2 separate regions of the Mus musculus genome follow, and region 1 is linked to region 2. A link is a contact called in public HiChIP or PLAC-seq data. All regions are on one chromosome and are shown on one strand. Each heading gives the region's core, a stretch centred on a gene start, on an enhancer-like site or on the middle of the called end of the contact. The rest is flanking DNA. Distances are from core to core; before and after follow the strand shown. Region 1 has its middle 52 kb from the start of Lnx1. Region 2 holds the start of Lnx1 (ligand of numb-protein X 1).

The links. HiChIP or PLAC-seq counts read pairs in DNA pulled down with a chosen protein or histone mark.
Region 1: a CTCF HiChIP or PLAC-seq map of the NIH/3T3 cell line shows a contact between it and region 2, with 11 read pairs. The contact joins the enhancer-like site here to the promoter of Lnx1 in region 2. A contact is called at or near these places in 1 of 15 datasets of contacts at CTCF or cohesin (the NIH/3T3 cell line), 4 of 484 Hi-C or Micro-C datasets (embryonic stem cells, liver, nephron progenitors and 1 more), 1 of 115 datasets of contacts at active chromatin or transcription factors (embryonic stem cells) and 1 of 9 other capture datasets (adipose tissue).

Annotation. Positions count from the first base shown.
Region 1 is chr5:74,752,404-74,757,538 of GRCm38.p6, forward strand. No RefSeq gene overlaps it. Among named protein-coding and RNA genes, the nearest start is that of Lnx1, 52 kb to the left of the region's middle. Within about 2 kb of position 1,493, at least 54 of the 459 cell types and tissues checked have an H3K27ac peak or open chromatin away from gene starts, as enhancers often do. A contact at or near this core is called in the NIH/3T3 cell line and pancreatic cancer cells, where this site is marked.
Region 2 is chr5:74,699,703-74,705,136 of GRCm38.p6, forward strand. Lnx1 (ligand of numb-protein X 1) reads right to left here and starts at 3,201. Exons shown (of 11, transcript NM_001159577.1): 1 at 3,090-3,201. Gm15984 (a long non-coding RNA gene) reads left to right here and starts at 2,770. Exons shown (of 4, transcript XR_001784879.2): 1 at 2,770-2,970.

The DNA.
Region 1 (5,135 bases), core at 243-2,742, 51 kb after region 2:
ATATGAAAAAAAAAAAAAACACACACACACACACTATTTCCTCTTAATTTGGGGCATTTAAGAAAACTGACTTTCTTTTAATTTTTAAATTGAACTCGTTCTTGGTATTATGAGCGGGGGATTATTTTGTTGGGTGGGCACTCGCTCCACAGCGTGATTGTGGCATTCAGAGGACTACCTTGTAGACTTGGTTTTCTATCGCCTCTGTGAGGTCTCCAGTGTCTGTACCTGTCAGGCTTGAAGGACAAAGGTCCTTGCTAAGCTATCTTGTCAGCCTGAGTTTCTTAAATATCTACAGAGGGGAATTTGATGTCCTCACTCAGACTCAGGCACTGACTTCCCAGGCAGACCAGGCAGTGAGCAAGCACCTGTGGCCTTAGAATCTATACCCTCCCCTCTCTCCCAAGCGTCCATTCTTCTCAAACAGTTGTGTCCTGGCCAGGGAAGGGTCAGGCAGAGCTCCGGAAGTGTCAGTTGAATCCATTTCTGACTTCCCATGTTAGATTTTGTAATTCATTCCTCATGAAGCCAACAGTCAAGAGAGAATATTGTACTGCTATAAAAATGTTCAGTGACTAGCTTTGGGAAAGCAAGCACCATTTAACTTTAGAACATCAACTTAAGGGGTGGGTGTGTGTGTTCCAAATTCTAATAACCAACATATTTGCCTTGAGTCACTCAGAACTAAAAAACCCTAAGCTGGGAGTTCATCTGTTTTCGGTTTTATATGAATTTGCAAAACTATGGTGACTCACCCACCCCGCCACACCCTCATAGTCTCCTCTGGAATCCTGGTTAGCATGTGTTAGACAATGCTGGGACACCAACTAGATTATTTATTCACACAGGGATTTTATTTATTTGCATTGAGGCAGAACCAGGAAACAACTTCCTGTCCATATTTGGAAGAGACTTCCTGTCTACTGGAAAAGGACTGGGTAAGTAGTATGGAACCGCTCTCCTTGGCTTTCCTTAGACTCCTGGGCTGTTCCTTGGGAAAGGAGAAATAATGGGAGAAGTGCCTGGTGCCATCAGGAGTCGTTGACCAATCTGGGGCTAGGATGCTGTCTAGAAAAGTAAGGTTCTCCTTCCCTCTGCCTCTCAGGTCTTATGCTGAGGCCTGGCAGGCACTGAAGGTGCTTGTGTAGTGCCTCTCCTCTCTCTCCTCTCTTTCTTCAAGGCAGAGTTTCTTTTTTTGCAACAGCCCCAACTGTCCCAAAGCTTGCTTTGTAGACCAGGCTGGTCTATCTCTTGAGTACTGGGATCAAAGGTGTGGCCATCACACCAGCCCCTTGTGCAGCCTCTAAGTGTCCTGGTTTAGGCAAGCTACACTGGTACAGGGATGCCAGGCCAGCTGAGACATGTTGTTCCTTTGCTTCCATCCCCCACCCCCATCACTCTTTGGTGGGTGGCTTAGTCAGGCAATTGTGGGTCTCATGGTCCATGAATCACTCACTATCCACTTGCCTCTTCAGAAAGCCAGCGAACCACCTAAGGCTCCTGGTTGGCTCTTCATTACGTTCCCACCAGAACCTCCTCTTCAAGGGTCATGGACTGGTAGTATACTTTACACCATTTATTTTCCTTGTCTGTCTGTCTGTCTTTGTTTATTTTTATTGAGTCAGATTCCCATCATGTAGCTCAGGCCTACAGCTCACTATGTACTCCACGCTGGCCACAAACTGGAGCTTATCCTGCCTCAGCCAACCACGTGCTGGGTGGCAGATGTGGGCCAGCAGGCCCTGCTGAAAGTGTTCCTTTCATAGCCAACTTCGGATATACCCATGTATAACTTGCTTGTCAAATAAATATCATACTGGAATCATAAAGATGGAAGTCATTGTTGGCCTTAGCTGAGAAAACTAGTGTCTCCCAGGTCCTAGATGTTTTGGGGAAACTTGGTCAAACTCTCTGAGGAATTTAATGGAACAGTTTCATCTTGAGTCACCTGGGTCAGAGCAGAGCTCCGCATCCTGTCTCTGGAGCTGGGGGTCTTGTTCCTTTCTTGGTGCTATTCTAATGGTATTTTGCTCTTAAAAAAAAAAAAGTATTCCATTCTTGTCACAGAAGGAAAGCAGACCTGGAAGGCCTAGGTGGTATCTAAGAGTCTCTGGAAAAGCTAGCAGTGGGAACACGCATCCTGCTCCCATCTCTTCCTCCTGCTTTCCGAGGGGGTCAAGTCTTGTTGCAGCCTCTGATCACACAGCCTTTCCCACTCTTTCTGTGTTTACAGGTTCCCACCTGATTCTCTCCTGAGTAGGATTCAGAGACTGCAGAGGGGAGGGAGAAAGTAAATTGAGTTATGACATGAAGAAAGTCCAGTTTTTAGAAGCAATGATTAAATTTAAAACCCCTCATTAAATTCCAAATTGCAGAAAGTTTGAGCCATCTGTGCAGGATGCTCAGGATGAGGTTGAGGCCAATCATCCCAAGACGTTTGTGTTTTGGTCTTTTTCACTGTTGCTGTTTTTGTTTTGCTCTCTGTAAGTTACAGACATTTCTCTTTGAAGGGGATTCACTTCTTTCTGGGCTCTGTGCAGGCAGGGCTGCAAGACTAAACTTGGCATATTCTGGGAGAGTGACAGAGAAGAGGCGCATCCCGGGCTCCATTCGACAAAGGCTACAGCTTCCACGACCTTGCTTCCAACTCTGGCAACATGACTGGCATTTACTAAAAGCAAGGAAAGCAGCAACGGTAGACATCCTGAATGAAAAGAACAGTGCACGGTGTCATAGAGGTCTTAGAAGGAGAAATTCATGATGCTATTTCAGGCTGTCGGAAAGCCGAGACACAACACCACCCCAAAACAAACAAACAAACACCCCAAAAGCCTTTAAACTTTTAATTTAAGAAGCTCTAGTCTATTGTTTTGATTAACTGATCAGATCAGTTCAAAACCACATTGTAATGAAAAGTGATATTTCCTAAACTGCTTCAGGCAGCTGGGTCCCATTTTGTGTTTTTGTGTTTTTGGTTTTTTTTTTTTTTTCCAAACAGGTTCTCCTTGTTCCAAACCAGCTGCAGCTGCATGTCCTAATTGTATGCCAGAACCCGCATGACTTTTAGGGGGAAACACTTTGGGGAAGGAATGCTGAAATCTCACTTTTTATAGTTGTTATTTGCTGTGATTGTCACATCCTGGCTATCCTTTACCTGAGTGATCATCTCTGGAAACGGAGACGGAGTGTGTCGTGACAAGAACAGGCAGGCCGGATGCCCTCAAATGACTCTCAGCTGGGTCAGACTCCTTCCCACCACTACTTGGTACAGCTCACGCTGCACAAAGGTCTCTTTAATATTGTGAGATTGCTGTTTTGTTTTAAAAATTGCAGAATTAGCACTGACACCGCATGCCTTTGACCCCAGCACTCTGGGAAGCAGAGGCAAGTTGGATCTTGAGGCCAGCCTGGTCTACAGAGTGAGTTTCAGGACAGCCAGAGCTACACAGAGAAACCCTGTCTAAGAAAGCAAAACAAAACAAATTAAAACAACAACAAAACAAACAAACAGAACTAACATTGGCCTTGGTAGCTCATACCCAGAATTCCAACAATCAAGGTAATGATGCTTGGAAGATCGAAGCAAAGTGAGGTGTGTGTGTGTGTGTATGCATGTGTGTGTGTGTTCTTGCTACACACATTCTTGTTACACATGGTGGTTTGACTTGCTTTTTGAACTAGCCAGGACATACCCTCCTGTGTTACCCCTTGGTGTTACAAAATTAGATCAAACAAAAGGTTTCTCTCCAGTGTCTCAGCTCCTTTGAGCCTCATCTTGAGTCGATCATGCTGAGCTGATAACACAGAGACAGGATGGCAGGAACGACAGCGGCAGCAGGAGAGAAGGCAGCTAGGCAGCTGAGAGTTCTAAGGGTGGATGGAACAGAAACCCTGGGAGCAGAGATGACGGGAACAGGAAGGGCTGAGAGAAGCTGAAGCTGAGACATCGTGGGTCCTTGATACTGGAAGGATCCCAGGAAATGGCCAAGGGCATTTCCAAGACACCCTAGACCAAGAGCTGTCACAAGAGTTGCTGTCTTGAGTTTCCGCCTCTGGAGCCCACCTAAGTTGTAAATGTAGAGGGCTCTGCCTGCTGATCATCAGGTCTTAGCTACTGAAACCCAGTTGCGCTGGGAGCAGTGGATGACAGCAGTTTCCAGAGTTCAGCCGAGCTCAATTCAAATCACAGGAAAAATCATGAGCCAGTGACGATTGCTGTTATAAGGTGTATGGTGTTGGGGGATGGTCTGTTATACAGCAATAGGGAGCGGACACATGATGGACAGTATCTGTGTTCTGAAAGCATTCACATTCCTCCCTCAAATTCTAACAAGTTTTCCAATATGGAAACTTTATAGTCAGTAAATGCTGTAATTATTTGGCATACTTGCTATCACTTAACATTTAACTTATTCTTAAAATTATTACTAATGTGTGCAACGCTTTATAATTTTTTTCACCCATTGCTTCTATTTATGAGGGTGGGATTGCTGAGTCAAAGGAATTAGAAATTTTAAGTTTGTGTGTGTGTGTGTACGGGTGCTTGTGAGCCACCTTGTGGTTGCTGGGATTTGAACTCAGGACCCTGCTGAGCTATCTCCCCAGCCCCCTCACTCAGTCATCTTGAGAGGGAACGTATTGTTTAAAACTGGTTTGCTCTGGGGACCTGAGAATCGTGACTCACCACACATTAGAAGTTCCCATTTTAACCTGCTCCTGTTTACAGTCTGGCCACACTTCCTCCTTACTCTCTCTGCTTCCTGTGTGCAGTAGAAATGTGATCACCCAGCTTCCTGCTCTGGCCACCCACTGCCCTATCCATCCAGTATTATAGACGCTGACTCTCTGGAGCTGTGTGATGGTTTGGATATAATTGGTCCCCATGGGTTCATAGGAGGTGGCATTATTAGGAGGTGTGGCCTTGTTGGAGGAAGTGTGTCTCTGTGGGGGTGGGCTTTAAGGTCCTATGCTCAAATCAGGTCCAATGTGGCACTCTCTTCCTGCTGTCTGCTGATCCAGATGTAGAACTCCTAGCTCCTCCAGTACCATGTCTGCCTGGGTACCACTATGCTCCCTGCCAGGACCACAGTGGAGTAAACCTCTCAATTGTAAGCCAGCCCCACTTAGATGCTTTC
Region 2 (5,434 bases), core at 1,951-4,450:
GAGGCAAAGATATTAAGTACCTCATGCAGTCTAGCAATTGTGTGACAGATCTGTCTGATCCCTACGACCATGAGAGCATCACATGAGGACTTCCTAACATGGTGCCAGGGCTGTTCCAGACAGGTTAAAAAGTTTCTCTGGGGCATAAAGAAATCACATGCTAGAACTGGGCTTTGAGCCCAGGCAGTCTGATGCCAAAGATCAGTTAGTTCCCTATTCTAGGATGGCAGGCCCACTTCACCTGGAATTAAAAGACCATCTTGCCCCAGCAAGAGGCACTGCCTGCCCCTGATCTCCATTACTCTGACCCATGCATTTAGGTAGTTTTTCTCTGTGTTCTATTGTAGGATGCAGGGGTTTCAGATTGGGGAATGCAGGGGCAGGGGTGGGGTGGGAGGTGTCAAGGCAAGTGATGGGCAAGGAGCCCGAGGTCCTTCCTTTGAGTCCCCTTCAGCAAGATGTAGTGTTTTTAAGGTTAGAATCCAGTCCTCAGTTCACTGGGCCCTTGCTCTTGAATGGCAGAAATGTGTGTTACACTTTGGGAAGAGGGTGGGACCAGAAGAAGCCCGCAGCGGGTCTGGGACCACAACTGCTCTGATGCAATGATTCAAGGTCATTGATGGGTACAACATATTCTATTCATAGGTGTGGATTTTATCCAAAGGTTCTATGAGCCTTCCCTCCACAGAGTGGTACAGGTTGCAATTATCTGTCACCTCTCATACTGACCTGGCCAAATGCTCATGGAGTCTGAGGTAGAAGATGTTTGACTATGAGATTAGAGGGGACAAAGTACCCAAGGCTACTCAGGGTGGTAGCATGATGAAAACGAACTGGGCTCCCTGAAAGTCAGAGCACTCAACAACGACAACAACAAGACTTTCTCCTGAACGCCCGTTAGGAACTCACACTTTGTGAATGCATCAAAAGAGCCTTGAGCTGGGGACAAGAAGGAAGAGCGACCACTCCAGACTCTGCTTCGCCAAGGGGGCTGGCAGACCACGCTGCCTGGCTCAGGGAATGACAGCTTGTTCATTCTCCTTCCTCCGGACTGTTGTGTGTTCTCCAAACTGTTAACAGTGGTGTTAATTACTGACAATTAATTACAGTAATAAGAGCCGGGTTCTGAACCAGTGCAGCCACAGGAGAGCTACATGGGCTCACACACGTCCAAGCTCCCAGAAAAATTCCTCCAGTAGAGAGGGACTTGGCTTTCATTTGTCCCTGGCTCAGTACCAGGCACTGCCTCTACTCAGAGAACCACATTACATAGTACTTATATCTCTTATCCTACCGAGAAGGAAATGGAGGTCCAGAGAAGTTCAGTAATTTGCTAAAGGATGTAAAATCTCCTAATCGCACTGGTATACACCTGAACTAGTGGAGTTGTCATGGCAACTTCTCAGGGAGAACACCTGCAAGTTATCCAACAAGCTACCCCACCCCTGTACTAGACACTGACTGGACTCTGATTTCTGCCCTGTCATGGTTTTTTTTTTTTTTTCCTTTTTCTTGAATTGGGGGCAATAAAAACATAATATTATTTTCCTATGCAGTTAGAGACAATGATCAAACAATTTGTTATTTAATAATAGGTCCATTGTTTTAAAAATAACTAATTAACCAGGTATAGGAGAAGGGGTGAAAGTTTGCAGAGGTTTGGAACATCAAAGACAAATGTATGGCGTACAAAATCCAGGCTATGGGGAGTCCTTCTCTCACCTTGCTCACAAACCTCTGAATCAACTGAGAATGTTATTAAGGCATCAACGGCAGTCACTCTGCAAACACACTAGCTTAGAGGACAATACTGGGCACAAAGGTCAGCTAGAAAAGAGACTACGAGCTTCCCAAGAGTCAGAGAGAAACCAGTAACAAGCACAAAGCAGACACTTACCAGCAAGAAGCAGCCGTTCGAGGGCAGTGCGTTCGTACAGTTGGATGTTTGGCATGTTCTTTTACTTTTTAGAGGGCTGTCTCTGGGCTTATTTCCTAGTGGATGATTTCCTTATAAACCCCGCTGCTAATTTAAGACCCAGGAAAGGGACTAATCAAAGTCTATAAAATGGAATGTCTCAGGATTCATTTATTTCTCTCCTGGAGCTTCCCAGCTAAGTTGATAAGAAGACAGATTGGGGACTTGTTTCTTTGCCCTTGTTAATAATATTAGCTAGTGGAGTGGGTCTCTCAGGCTCGTTGAGAGCAGGTTATGTGGTCAGGATTAGAAAAATAAATATGGGTCCTTGAGGATTTACAATTACTTTTAGAGTCGGGTCCTAGCAGAGCAGCCTCTTCCATATATTTATTAATATAGAAAAGATAGAAACAACAAGAGAGTTTCAACAATTCAAAAGCCAGGCCTGGCGTTACATTCTTGTGGCCTTGAAGGGTAATCTTTACTTTAGCCAAAGGTCAGCAGGCAACCTATCTGGCCTGAAGGTAAACAGTTCTAATCCAGACTGCTAAATATTTTCCACAAATAAAGGAAACTAAAGGATTTTTATGAGAGAGAGAGAGAGAAGGAGAGAGAGGGAGAGAGAAGAAAGCTTATAAATAGGGAGCCAGAATTTATTACCTTTAGTATTGACTTTCTATTGTAAACAACAAGACCTAGGGAAGTATTACAGCTTTGGATCAAAATTGCTTCAGATGACATGAATGCAAGCAAGAAAAAAAAAAAGGACAATCTGAATTTTGTGAATGTCCCCAGCACCCCACACCACCCCCTACACACACACACAAAACAGGCTGAACTGGTCTGCACATTTGAACTAACTTTCAAAAAGCATCTCACCTCACTTCTCTCAGGGGTTTTAAAAAGAATCAGATCAACGTCACCAACAAGTAGAGGCCGGATTAATAATCAGGAAACAAAAATGATTAAATATCTGGCCGAGATAACGTTGCTGGCCATGGAGTAAGACTGGCGCAGACATCTCTACTCTCAGAGTGTTACTCTGGACTGAGCCAGTAAGTGGTCTTTCTTTTACTTTTTCTTTCTTTTCTTTTCTTTTTTTAAATTCAGATTCCTTGTTCAGATCCCTTTTGGGCCAGAGGTCTAAAGAGAGGAAAAAGTAGTTTCTTCTCACCTGTTCAAAGATGTTTGGGACTTTCAAAGCAGCAGTGACCAGCCAGCCTCCATCCCTGTGCCAGAAGCGTCTAGGGCCGCCTGAGCTGTGACCGGTCTCAACTTCGGTGTACAGGTGGCTGGAGGAAGAAGAAGGGTATTGGTTGGTTCAGAGCAGGAAATCTGTGACATCACGGAAGTCTGGCTGAGACCTTAGGGACTAAAACATCCCCAGAGGCTCCGCCCCCGTCAATTACCTGACTACCTTGGAGCAGGTAGGTGGCGTCTCTCAGAGGACAAATGAATCAGTTAGAGCAATTTGCCAAGTGGAATTTACTTTCCTTTCTGAGCATAGCACGTGTCTAGCCCCGTGTACAGATCTGAATGCGAATGCCTGATTGTTTCCCAGGCCCATCTTGTATGCCTGATATTGTTTCCCCTCCAGGCTCACAGGAGCCCACACAGCTGCCAACATCAGAATTAAAAGGGAAGTTTAAACACTGGAAGGAGACAGGGATTTTTGTAGGGGGGGGGGGGGAAGGAAAAGGTTGTGAAGACTTAGCCATATCTGGGACTTGTCCCCACTAACGCCTTTCTGAATCACATCCCTTTGAGTTCCTAGTGTTTTTCTGTCCCAATATTATAACAAACCAGAGATGACCTAAGTCTACTTAAAAAAATCTAATTTTGATACCTTTCAGCATCATTTCCCAAACACCTTCGCGGTCCCCAGCATATTAATAATAGATTCAGGCATTGGTAAAACTTCAGGCATTCCTACCTCGGCCTGTCTGTCACGTGGTGGTTACAGTCCACAGTAGGCCTGCAATTAGGAGTACTTTAAATGATTCAGGTTAGAATGATAGCGCCTTACTAAGGCCATGTTGTCTGCAGGGAGAGATAGGGAAGAGGACTCAGGGCTATTTTGGTCCCAAGCTTGGTGTGTGACCCTGGACAAGTCACCCTTGCTTCAGCTTTTCCAGCAGGCTAATGGCACGACTCAGCTGGCACTTGAGTGACAGCTAAGAGGATTCCTGCCTGCTGGTTAAGGCCTGTGGCATCTTGTCCCATCAGCCTGTTGAATTGCTGTGTGTCTGTGGCTCGCAGCCAGCCTCCCTCGCAGATGTAGTCACTGTTCGGAATGTGCTACCTGGGGACCCTGGGGAGTTCTCTCTCCTGGGTTGGTCCAGGCACACTTTGGTCCCCTAACGAAGAAAACGTCTGCTGAAAATCTTTCCCCCCTCCTGATCTTGAAACTGTAGAAGTCGCCTGTTCTAACACCTCACGGCCTAGCCGTGGTTTGTGGGCGGGACTAGGGGACAGCTAGAGTTAGAAATAGTAAAAAAGCACCTTCTCCCTGAGTGCCCACATTGGTAGCTGGCTCCCTGTCACTCGGTACCTTGTAAAGTAAAAGGAGAGGGTAGCAGAAGGAAGATGAAGTTAGCGCAGGAGGCAACTTCAAATCACTGGTTCACCCCAGACAGGCCTAAACAGCGCATCCATCTGGGACCAAGCAGCTTGGGACTCTTTAAAACAAACACATACACACACCTCTCTTCGCTACTTTATCCAATAGAAACTAAGGGAGGCGTGGCTACCCTGTACCGATAAAAGCAAAAGGTTCGAAAAGGAGGGAGGGGGAGGGGGTTGGGGCTTGGGGGTTGAGGAGTGGGAAGATAATAAAGGTAGTTGAACCTTTCAAGTGCAGGTTTTTCGAGGCAGGAGGTGGGGGTGGGAGGAAGTACTATTAGCCCAGCAAGACAAAAGCTTCTCCTTCCTGAGACAGCGTGTCCCCGTGTCCCCGGGGGTAGGAGGAGACCAAGGCTAGCCAGCTTGCAGAAAGCCACGCCCCTCATTGAGTTCCGCCCTCTCTGTGCTGTCAGTCAAGCTTCACCTTGCCCAAGGGGATTGGCTCTGACTTGGAGAGGCAGTTAGATTTCCAGGCACAGAAACCCTGGGCAGAGAGGCACAGGAGAAATATATTTGCATAAAATGTGCAATCAATGAACGCGCACAGAACTTCGCTGAAGGAAGGCCTTTAGACTATGGGAATTTTTCTGGCTGTATTCACAAACACACAGCCACTTGCACGGATAGCCTGGTGAAAGAAAGACAAACTTAGGAGAGAGAGGGGAAATAGAGGAAGTGGATCAGCATTAAACTGGGAGTGGAGCTAAGGCTCAGGTGTCTTGTGTAAGAGAAGAGAAACTCCTGGATATTTTATATGGTTAGCCAAGAGAAGGGCTTCTCTATGCAGCTGAATGTAGCCTATTCTTTAAAGACTAAAACCAAGTTCAGTATAAACTCCACTGTTTCATTCCGGCTGTTGTGTTTGAACAAAGTCTTAGATTCTAAGGTAAGGTGGGG